Regions from separate parts of the Mus musculus genome. Here regions 1 and 2 are each linked to region 3. The links are chromatin contacts, called in public Hi-C and promoter capture Hi-C maps. All regions are on one chromosome and are shown on one strand. Each heading gives the region's core, a stretch centred on a gene start, on an enhancer-like site or on the middle of the called end of the contact. The rest is flanking DNA. Distances are from core to core; before and after follow the strand shown.

Region 1 (3,391 bases), core at 199-2,698, 2.1 Mb before region 3:
AAGAGACAATAACAACAGAACAAGGAAGCAAGAAAGGCTAGTGAGTCTAAACAAGGGGACAAGCAGGCCCATGAGCCCTGTCACCTTCCGTCCCTACAAGGGATGCAGAGCAAGGCGGGAAAGCCCAGAACTGGTTTACAGAACACTTCTCCCATGACTACTTGGCAGTCTGGATTCATTCTTACAAACTTGCAGCAAGGATTTAATTAAGCAACCAGAAGGCCTCCTGCATGCTAAGTACAACTGGCAGAATATTGATCAAAAGGCTGAGATAGCTCAAGTGCGTTTCAGATGGGAGAACACCAAGACATCCAGCAGCGTCCCAATGCGGTCTAGCCTCACACCCCAGGCTGCTGGGACGATCAGCCCAGACACTGACATCATTGGATGCTCCTAGACACTGGAGACAAGGCAGCTGGTGTTGGCATCTCTGAAACCCGGGCAAGGAAAGGGCCAAGTAGAGTCAGATGAAGATAGACCCATCACTATGGAAAATCTCCAAAAGGCAAGTACAACCCCAAAGCATTCTGATTGGGGTTCCTGTGTCTAAGGATGACAAAATGAGAGGCATTGTGTGTGTGTGTTTTAATAAAAAATCAAGTGATTTTATGTTAAATATCCATAGGGTAAATCCTTTTTAAAATGTCGCCCAGTGTGTGGAGTGGGGAAAAAAACCAATCAAGCAAAATGTATGTCTATTTGAAATGCTGCGTGGGAAATGGGTGTTAATATTATTTTTTAAATGGGCATTTGGGAATGCGGTCAGGAGATGGAAATTTAGGAATCTTCCTCCAACCAGAGGAGAAGCGAGGACAGGGGAAGAGCAGTCATCTGGATAGGAGATTCTGCTTCGCGTTTATCTAGACTGCTCGGGAGGAGGGACAGGACACCTCACTGAACACTTTCCCTGCGGGAGCCCTACGCTTGCAGGTTATCGCCGCACAATCCGGGCTACTAGGCTGGAGCCTCTGAGGACTCCAGGGCAGCAGGGTCTGACCCTGGGCCTTCACTGCACCGGCTAGCTCGGGGGCGCGGCCGGGTACCGGGGATCTCCAGCTCAGGCTGCGCGGTGACGCATGGCCCACCAAGGGGGACCTCAAGCCGGCCGATCCCAAGGGCCGGCCGCAGGAAGGCGGGGCCGCCGTCGCCCCCCATGCAGTCGCCGGCTCCCCCTCGGCTCCCCGCAGCCCTCCAGCCTCGCCGCGCCACGCACACACTCACCAGCAGGCTTCAGCAGTGCTCACCGTCCTCCCACATCGAGCACTGGCCGCAGCCGATTCCCACCGGCTCTACACAGCCTCCCTCCAGTCTCAGGACACCATGCACACTCACCATTGTGGCTTGACTACGCGGAGTCCGCGTCCTCCCGGTGGATGGCCCGGCACCCTACAGACGCAGGGCAAACGGATGCCGCAGGGCTGAGCTACAGTCTACACCGGAAGAGACCCAGCCTGAGGAGGATTCCAAGATCCTGGACTTCAGAAACACAGCATGAAGGCCCGCCCCCTCTACCCTGTCTAAACGTCTGATTCGAAGTTCTCACCATCGTGCTGCTGATTGGATGACTTTCCGGTCCCGCCCCATCAGGCCCCAGCACTACCCTATGGGCTGAAATGACAAGTTTTTGGTACAGTTGTAGTAAAGCTGACCCTAGAGGAATCATTCCCATTTACTATTGTATATAAAGTCAGACCAATTTATGAATCATATATATGTATATTATTCGCAATAGAGAAGAGCTTTGGCACCATTTCCCCCTGAGCTCTGTCCTTGAATTTCAAATTTTAAAAGGGGAAAAAAATCTCCTGAATCAGCAATATTGAATATAGAAAGGGGGAGTAATACTCAAGTGTTACTGTACTGGCTAGTTTTGTGTCAACTTGACACAGTTGGGGTTACAATAGAGAAAGGAGCTTCAGTTGAGGAAATGCCTCCATGAGATCCAACTGTAAGGCATTTTCTCAATTAGTGATCAAGGGGGAAAGGCCCCTTGTAGGTGGGACCATCTCTGGGCTGGTAGTCTTGGGTTCTATAAGAAAGCAAGCTGAGCAAGCTAGCAAAGCATGCCAGTAAAGAACATCCCTCCATGGCCTCTGCATCAGCTCCTGCTCCCTGACCTGCTTGAGTTCCAGTCCTGACTTCCTTTGATGATGAACAGCAGTATGGAAGTGTAAGCCTAATAAACCCTTTCCTCCCCAACTTGCTTCTTGGTCATGATGTTTGTGCAGGAATAGAAACCCTGACTAAGACACTTACTTAATTTAAAATTTTCTACTGTTCATATTAAAGTTAAAACAGTGATTGTAATAAAACCCAGTATATCCAAACATATCATCATATGTGGAATTGGTTACACACACACACACACACACATATACATATATGTATACATACATACATACATACATATACACATATACATACATGCACACATATGTATACACACACATATATGTGTGTGTGTGTGTGTGTGTGTGTGTATATATATATATATATATATATATATATATATATATATATATATATATATATGTTACTATACTAAATCATCCAAATTCGGGTCTTCAGCAGGTTTCAGGTCACGTCTGTCACAGTCCTCTTCTGAGAGCTATAATTTTCCTGACCTCAAGAAAGTGAGGGGAACCTGAGAATCTCTCCCATTTATGTCAGAAGTGAAGCAACACAGTTTCCTGCCAATATTTCTTTTAGGTCCCAGTGAATGGGGGTAACCATGTCCTAAAACAGATCAGGGGACTTCAACCAGGAGTGTTCAAAGGTGGGCACATGAGGAGGGAAGCCTGTCTCTTGATCCCTCCATGGCCTTGCCCCCCTGTGATTTAAATAGATTATAAGAAAAATTACCACCACCACCACCACCCCTTTTTAGTTTGGCCTTGGACCTAATTGTCAGGCTGTAGATTCGGGTTTTCTTTTGTGAGACATGGTGCAAATTTAATTACCCAACCATATGCACACATGTCTACAAATTTTTCTGTATAATTCAACACCATCTAGCAATAGATCATCCAACTTTAATTAGTGGGGAAGTAAACTAATGCATATATAGCAGCTACTATTTGCCAGGTAACTTAGGATTAAAATATCATTAAGTCATGGTATCGTGCCTGTAAGTGTGCATTCATCTTCTATCTCTGAATAACAAACCACACTAAAACTTAGCGGATGGTGATAAGGCAGCTCCTCACTTGAGGTTCAGTTGAACTATTTCTGATCTGGTCAGCTGATGGGTGTCAAGGTGGTACAGCCCCGGATGGTGCAGCCCCGGAGAGTGAGCTGGCTCAACTTTACTCCTACTGCTCTCATAATGTCCCATCTTTTCAGCTTCCCGTGTAAACTTGTTCTCAGAGAGATGAGGAAGACTGGAAAGAAA
Region 2 (3,667 bases), core at 468-2,967, 2.0 Mb before region 3:
AAGGTGTCACTGGAGAATGTATTGAAAAAGTTGAATCACAGAGTAGCCATTATCTATTGTAAACGGGCTGTTGGGAGAAGCAGAACTGGGTGGGATCCAGGAGAGGTTATCATATATGCTTATTAAAGATGCTTATTAGACATCTAAGAGGAGATATAGAGCAGAAAGGTAGACTAAGTCTGGAGTTAGGGGAAGAACTCAAGTTGAAAAAATAAATCTGAGTCGTAAGAATAGAGTTGTCATTTAAAGCTAGGGCACTGAATTAGGTCATCAAGGGGCTGACCATAATAAAAAGAGAGGCCCACAGGCTTAAACTTTAGAAAAATTCAGCATTGCTAGGTGTGGCATACAATTTCAATCTAGCTCTCATGAAGGAAGGCAGAGGCAGAAAGTCTCAGTGAGACTGTCTCAAAAGCAAGCAATCAATACACCTGCCACCTCCACATTAAAAAGAAGAAGAACAAAACAACACAAACAACAACGACACTGCCTCTGACTTCAACTGGGCTACCAGAGACACTGGCCAAGGTCTACAGGTTGAGAAACCAAGGAACTAACAAAAGAGATACAAAGAAAAGAATTTTTTTTTCAGAAACCTGAGGCCTAACATGCATTCAGAACAAACATTAAGTACATATCTGCATTAGTTACTAATGGTGGGTGGGGTAGGAATGGGAATGAGAAGTGAGCAATGTGGAGAAAACCACTGGCCACTGGGCCAAAGCCTGAGGGCACAGGTCCAAGATGCAGAATTATCCTTGAATAGTGAGAAAGCTGAGTTCTAATCACCAGGCCAGCCTTTGCTAGGGGTATACAGCTCACAACAGTATAGAAAGTAGATACCATCTGGAGGAGAGCTGACCACTGGGACTCTCACTAAATACAGAAATGGAAAACTGGCAGCAAAGCTCACGGGTGATGAAGGGTAGATTTAAAGACTGAAGGGGATACATGATGGCTGCGCTCTTCCTCCTGCCTTGGAAAAGCACAAGAATCCAAGTCCCTCGGCACCCTCTGCGCCAGAATGTGGGCAAAAGGGTCCCCACACTTCAAAGTTCTAGCTTTGAACGTTGCACCAGGGCAGCCACTCAGCCCAAGTGTTGACTTCTACTTTAATAAAGTCAGACAATACGAGACAAACTTCCAAGACAAGAAATAGCTGGATGGGCAACTCTGAGGACCGAGGCAAGAGGACCACGTATTCAAGGCATGCCTAGCTACAGAGCGAGTCCAAAGACAGCCTGGGCTACTACTGAATGAGACCCTGCCCCAAAACAAAAACCACTGTGACACGACTTAAGCCACATCGCCGAGCCCAGCCTCTCGGATGTTTGGCTTCTACGGGCTCGGATAACGTTCCATGCAACTCTGGCCAGAATGAAAGGTGGGAGCAGAGGACACGGGCAGTCCGGCCTCGCCTCCTACCTGCTCGATGTTGCCCAGGAAGAGCTCCTTGGCGAACGAGCAGCTCTGCAGGCTGGTGTGCAGCGGGCGGCGCCTCGCCGTGAATTCCCTCAGCACCCGGGAAGCTCGCGCCGCAGCCGCCGCCGCAGTCGCCCCACGCGAGAGCAGCACACAGCCAGACATGCTGCTCCTGACTTCAGACTTCAAGTCGCTGGAAGCCCCGCCGCTCCTCCCAATGACGCCAATCACCCGCGTCCGGGCATCCAAAGTCTCACCCTGCACCGCTGCAACCGGAAGCTAGCTCGCACTTCCTGATGACGCAAGGGCTGCGCCGCCTTGAGCGAGGCTATTGGACAGGTCGTTCCAGAATATGTTTAATAAATGTCTCCTACGCCAAGCATTGCTGTATGTAATGTCTGAGTATGTAATTTAGAAATTGTAGTTTTTTAAAATTCATCCGAACAGGCTAGGAAGTAAGTGTGTGTGTGTGTGTGTGTGTGTGTGTGTGTGTGTGTGTGTGTGTGTGTTCTTTCTTGTTATACTTTTGCCAGTAAGAAAACGAAAATACTCAAAAGTCAAGCTGCAAAACTACCACCCAGGCTCCCAAACACAGCTCTTGTGCCTGTGTGCTATTCTCAGCACATCCTCTAAAGAGCAGATTAGATTTCATCAAATAAACCTAGAAGTACAACTTTTGTTATTCTCATCTCACTTAATGTAGGACTTAGAATATTGCTAAATGGGTATAACAAAATGACAAGGGACCTATTTTACTAACCCACTTCTGCCTAATTCTCTTAAATATGTGAGTGGCGTGGTATCATTTTGTATGGGAGACTGCATGAAGCACTAAGAGCATGCTGTTTCCTCCTTTCTTGAATCTACCACTCCCTGTGTTGTGCACCCCCCTAGTCTGGCCCCTATTGGCCACAGTCTTCAGACACTTGCTTTCTTCACCACTCCCAGGGCAAGGCATTTCCCTTGGCTCGGTGACCTACCCTATGAAACTATAAACACCATGTTTGTTTGTTTGTTTCTTTTTATGATTTATTTATTTTATGTATGTGAGTATACCATTGCTGTCTACAGACACACCAGAAGAGGGCAATGAATCCCATTACAGATGGTTGTGAGCCACCATGTGGTTGCTGAGAATTGAACTCAAGGCCTCTGGAAGAGCAGTCAATGCTCTTAACCGCTGAGCCATCTTTCCAGCCCTTGTTTGTTTTTTTTAAAATGAATCTTATGTTGAGGAAGTAAGCCAAGGCAGGGCCTGGTCCAACTGGTCCAGCTCTCACATCAGGGTTTATTCATATGTCTGTTGTCTTTATTTCTAGGCAGGTTGTCCTGAGGGAACCAGTGTGGCATCAACTGTTACAAGATGACTCCTTCAGAAAATACATGCAGTTTTAACACCAATAGAAAGCATTTATGCCCCACTGGGGACTGCATAAGGAACTTCCCAAACTATGTAGCCCAGAGCCTCACTATTCTTTTCCTTTTATGCACAAAAAGCAAGTAAGAACAGTTAGCGAGAAGTGAAACTACAGAAGCCAAAAAGCAAGGTTAATATGTTTAGGGACTTTCCCAGGTCCTGGCACTATAAACTAGGTCTTTGATGAATTAGGTCTTTGTTCCTATTTTGGCAGGTTAGGGTTTTGGCAGATTGTTGTTGCCTATGTACTGAGTTCTAAGGTCAAAATGGTGTCTCTAAGATGGCATCAGTTGAGTCAGTGTCTCACAGGCTATTGAGGCCACCTTTTAGTCATGGGAGCCAAGGAACTACTTGCCCTAACTTAGTCTGAATCTTAGTAGACTGCCTCTTAAAAAATATCTATCTATCTATCTATCTATCTATCTATCTATCTATCTATCTATCTGTGTAAGAGAAAGAGTATACTAGGCACATGTGTGGAGGTCAGAAGATAGCTTCTCAAGTATTGGACCCGGATCTCCAGGCTTTGTGGCAAGCGACTTCACTCACTAAGCCGTCTTGCTAGCCCACAGACTGCCTCTTGAAAGGTTAGCGTCAGTACTGTAGCCTCTGTTCCATCGATCTGAGATCTCCAGGTGACCCAGGAGTCCCGTTCACACGAATGTGTCCTGCCAGTGTTGCTTTCTTTCTTAAGAGTCACCTTGATCACAATGTCTCTTCACAGCAATAGAACATGGAATAAATCACCTAATGTAGTGGGAACTAACTAAAATACATGAAAGTGATTTTAATGATGTCTCCAAAAATGGGGAGGTAACTCTCCATCTC
Region 3 (3,164 bases), core at 108-2,607:
TTTAAAAAAGTATACTTATCATTCTTTGTCAATGAGCTACTGCCTATATTATTACCACGTGACAAATCACCTCCATACAGCTAATAAGCAAGCTAGAAAGGGAAAAGCAAAACACTGAAAAATTAGGAAATCGTTAATACCAAATAAAATCCTCTGGAATAAAGGAGCCATTGAAATGAAAACCTGTGAGAAACCATTTTAAGTACATACAATACTCATGTACTAGAAGAGAGCCTTCATAAAAATAGCCAAGACTCTCAAACATCTGAGATGCTGGCTTGGAGAATGACTGACAGACAACAGCTGAGAAGGTTTTGTGTTGATTTGTTAAGATTCTCGCACACTTTGGGGAGAAAAAAAAATAAGGAGAAGGGGCCGTTACTATGGAAAAACTGTTCAGCCTTCGTGTTCTGCTTGGTGCCCCCTCCCCCTTTTCCAATAGAAGCAAGCGCCTTACAAATTCCTCCACTCTAGAATCCTCCCTCTGTCTCCGAGGCCAGCCTCCACGGCAATGCATGGCCTCTTCTCAAAGGAAACAAAAAGAACCTCGTGGAAGAGGACTTAAAAAGCAAAAACAAAAAACAAAAAACCCACCTTCCCAGGGGCTGGGAAGACACGCGTCCCTCCCACCTGCCGCCTGGCCTCGGGTCACCTTTGAACCCTTCCTTCGGAATTCGCATTTCTCCCGGGCCGAGGGGCGAAGGGGCCGCCCGCTCCCCAGGCCGCGGCCACCAGGGCCCGCCGCCCGTCCGGGTTTCCACGCGGGCGGGCGGGCGCCGTGGGTTCGCAGGGCCCCCGGGGCAGCACAAGCCGGGGTAGGCCGGGGAGTCAGCCATTCATGCCGCGGGCGGGAGGGCGGGCGGGCGGAGAGGAGCCTGGCGGGCCCGGCCGCCGCCGCGGGGTCGCAGTGAGCTGCCCGCCTCAGTCCGTCCCTCAGTCCGCCCGTCCGCGCCCCCCACCCCGCCAGGCCTCGGCGGCGCGCCCGCACCACAGCCCGCCGCTCCAGCCCGCCCGCCCGCCCGCGTCCCGGAGGCCTCGACCCAGGACGCTCCGGGACAGGAGGCAAGCCAGCACCCGCCGCCTTGTTTCCAAACATAACGGAGCCTGGGCCCCGAGACCGTTAAACCGCGCCGAGGGCAGAGGCCAGCAGCACGGCCCAGCTGCCTCCCCCGCCACCACCTGACACCTCTCCTCGGCCCCCGGGGTCCCCGGCGCCCCTTGACCCCGCTCCCAGTGCCCAGCTCCCATCCCCGGCCGCCCCGCGGCCCGTACCTTGTAGAAAGCCCCGTTGGAGCCGCGAACCTCCACCGTCAGCTCCGCCATGTTGGAACCGCAAAGGCTGCTGGGAAGAGATTCTAGAAACTTTCCAACGCGAGGGGAGGAGGGGGGAGGGGCGAGCGTCGCGGGGGAGGGGCGGGCGGGCGGGAGGGCGGGACGCTCCCGGCCCGCTCCCGGGCTCTCCGCTAGCGGCGCCGCTCTGCGCGGGTCCTTGGGCGGCTACCCAGCGGCAGGCCGGTCCGCCCACGCCCACGCCCGCGCGGCCCGCCTCGCGCACAATGAGTGAGGCGGACCCGCCCGGCGCGCCACCCTCGCCCCAGGATCCGCGCGGCCGGCGACGCTCCCTACGGGCTCTTCCCGTCAGGAAGCGCGGCCTGGCGGGCGCTCGGGCTCGGCCAGAGCGCATGGCCGGCCGACACTCTCAGGTTTGCCCTCATGGAGCCTTCCCTCTGGAGCCTCGGGCCGTCCCCTTGAAGAGCCTTTCCCAGGACGAACCCGGGACTCGGGGCTTCCCCCGAGCCTCACGCAGTTCTCAGGCCTCGCCTCGCGCGAAGGCAGCTCACTCACCTGTCACCGACCGAGCACGGTTACCTTAATACGTTATTAAAGGCTCGGGAAACCTAGGCTAATTTTGTGGGGGGATCCTGTTTGAGACACAGTTCTCTACCCCTGGGTGGCCTTGAACCCACAGAACTGCTTCTGCCTCTGGCCATCGGAGTGCTGGCATTACTTTTAAAAAATTTTAAACAATGGGAAAGTGTATTCCTCCCACCCCTGATAGGTTACACGTGGGAAGTTTTGCAAAGAGGATCCAAGAACCTATTGGGTTTTGTGTTGTGTGACTTTACCAGAAACGCCACCAGTTCTAGAAGCTTTGTGGCACTCATACTTAGTTTGATAAGTTAATGCCAACTTCTGAAAGCAAGGCTTTTGGAAATAGTACTTAAAAGAATTCATTTGTATGTGCATCTTTACATAACTTTTCAGCGACGCATGATGTATTTGTCTTTCCTTTATTTGGAGCTCAAATTGACCACCCTGCCTCCCACCTCCAGGTGCCAGTTGGGCTAACAGGCTCAGTTCCCCCACGGTTACCTGTTACTCTGAGACAAGTCTCACTAAGCAGTCCAAGATGGCCTTCGATTTACCTCCCATTCTCTTGTCTTAGCCTCCAGAGTGCTGGCTTTACTGGTGTGAGCTCCTGGCCCCTAGCAACCTGGTTTGTATAAAGTACATTTTCTTTATACAAGATTAGCCCTTTTAAAAATGTACAGTTCAGCGTCTATCACCAGGATCAGTATAAAACATTTTCATCACAAACAACAATAAATAAGTAAAAATAAAAAGCACTTGTGCTTGTTGCTGTTCCCCAATTCTCCTGAATTCCCTGGATTCTAGGAAACTGCCCATGTGTTTTCTATGTAGAGATTTGCCTAGCTCGATCTCACATATGAGTGGGATCGTGATGTGAGAGCTTCTGTGATTGGCTTCTCTCATTTAGAATATTCTTTCAAGATTCATGGTACAGCAGGTATGACTAGGTGTCCATTTTTTGTCACAGTATTACACTGCATAAGCAACCGCACTGTACTGCTGATATGGGTTTATTAGTATGTTTGAGGGTCAGATGCAGAGGACTGAAACAAGGTCCCGGAGCTACACACAGCACTATCTTCTTTAGCCCTTTATTTATTTCTCATTTGAAGGCCCATGCCTGTAATTTTGTGGAGAATACAAGAGGATCAGGAGTCCAAGGTTATCCTCAGCTACAAGTTCCAGGTCAGTCTAGCTATGTGAGACCCTGTCTCAAAACAAACAAACAAAAAACTCCACTGTTAGCTGAGTCAAATTCTCTTTTAGCTGTTAAAAGTAACACTTCTGGGGTA

Evidence for each region. Hi-C and Micro-C count contacts between places; a contact is called where the count stands out from the background. Capture Hi-C pulls out chosen DNA fragments and counts their contacts.
Region 1: a Hi-C map of B cells shows a contact between it and region 3, with 7 read pairs. The contact joins the promoter of Zfp267 here to the promoter of Fxr1 in region 3. A contact is called at or near these places in 4 of 39 promoter capture datasets (hippocampal neurons, liver and pre-B cells), 1 of 484 Hi-C or Micro-C datasets (B cells) and 1 of 115 datasets of contacts at active chromatin or transcription factors (astrocytes).
Region 2: a contact with region 3 is called in a promoter capture Hi-C map of liver, with 9 times the contacts expected there. The contact joins the promoter of Acad9 here to the promoter of Fxr1 in region 3. A contact is called at or near these places in 6 of 39 promoter capture datasets (the C10 cell line, cranial neural crest, frontonasal cranial neural crest and 3 more), 2 of 484 Hi-C or Micro-C datasets (CD4 T cells and pre-B cells), 2 of 115 datasets of contacts at active chromatin or transcription factors (astrocytes and large pre-B cells) and 2 of 9 other capture datasets (adipose tissue and liver).

What each region holds. Positions count from the first base shown.
Region 1 is chr3:36,149,137-36,152,527 of GRCm38.p6, reverse strand. Zfp267 (zinc finger protein 267) reads right to left here and starts at 1,448. Exons shown (of 4, transcript NM_001101478.1): 1 at 1,333-1,448. The coding sequence starts at 1,335.
Region 2 is chr3:36,064,029-36,067,695 of GRCm38.p6, reverse strand. Acad9 (acyl-Coenzyme A dehydrogenase family, member 9) reads right to left here and starts at 1,717. Exons shown (of 18, transcript NM_172678.4): 1 at 1,426-1,717. The coding sequence starts at 1,587.
Region 3 is chr3:34,018,272-34,021,435 of GRCm38.p6, reverse strand. It overlaps Fxr1 (fragile X mental retardation gene 1, autosomal homolog), which reads right to left and starts at 1,357. Exons shown (of 17, transcript NM_001113188.1): 1 at 1,273-1,357. The coding sequence starts at 1,323.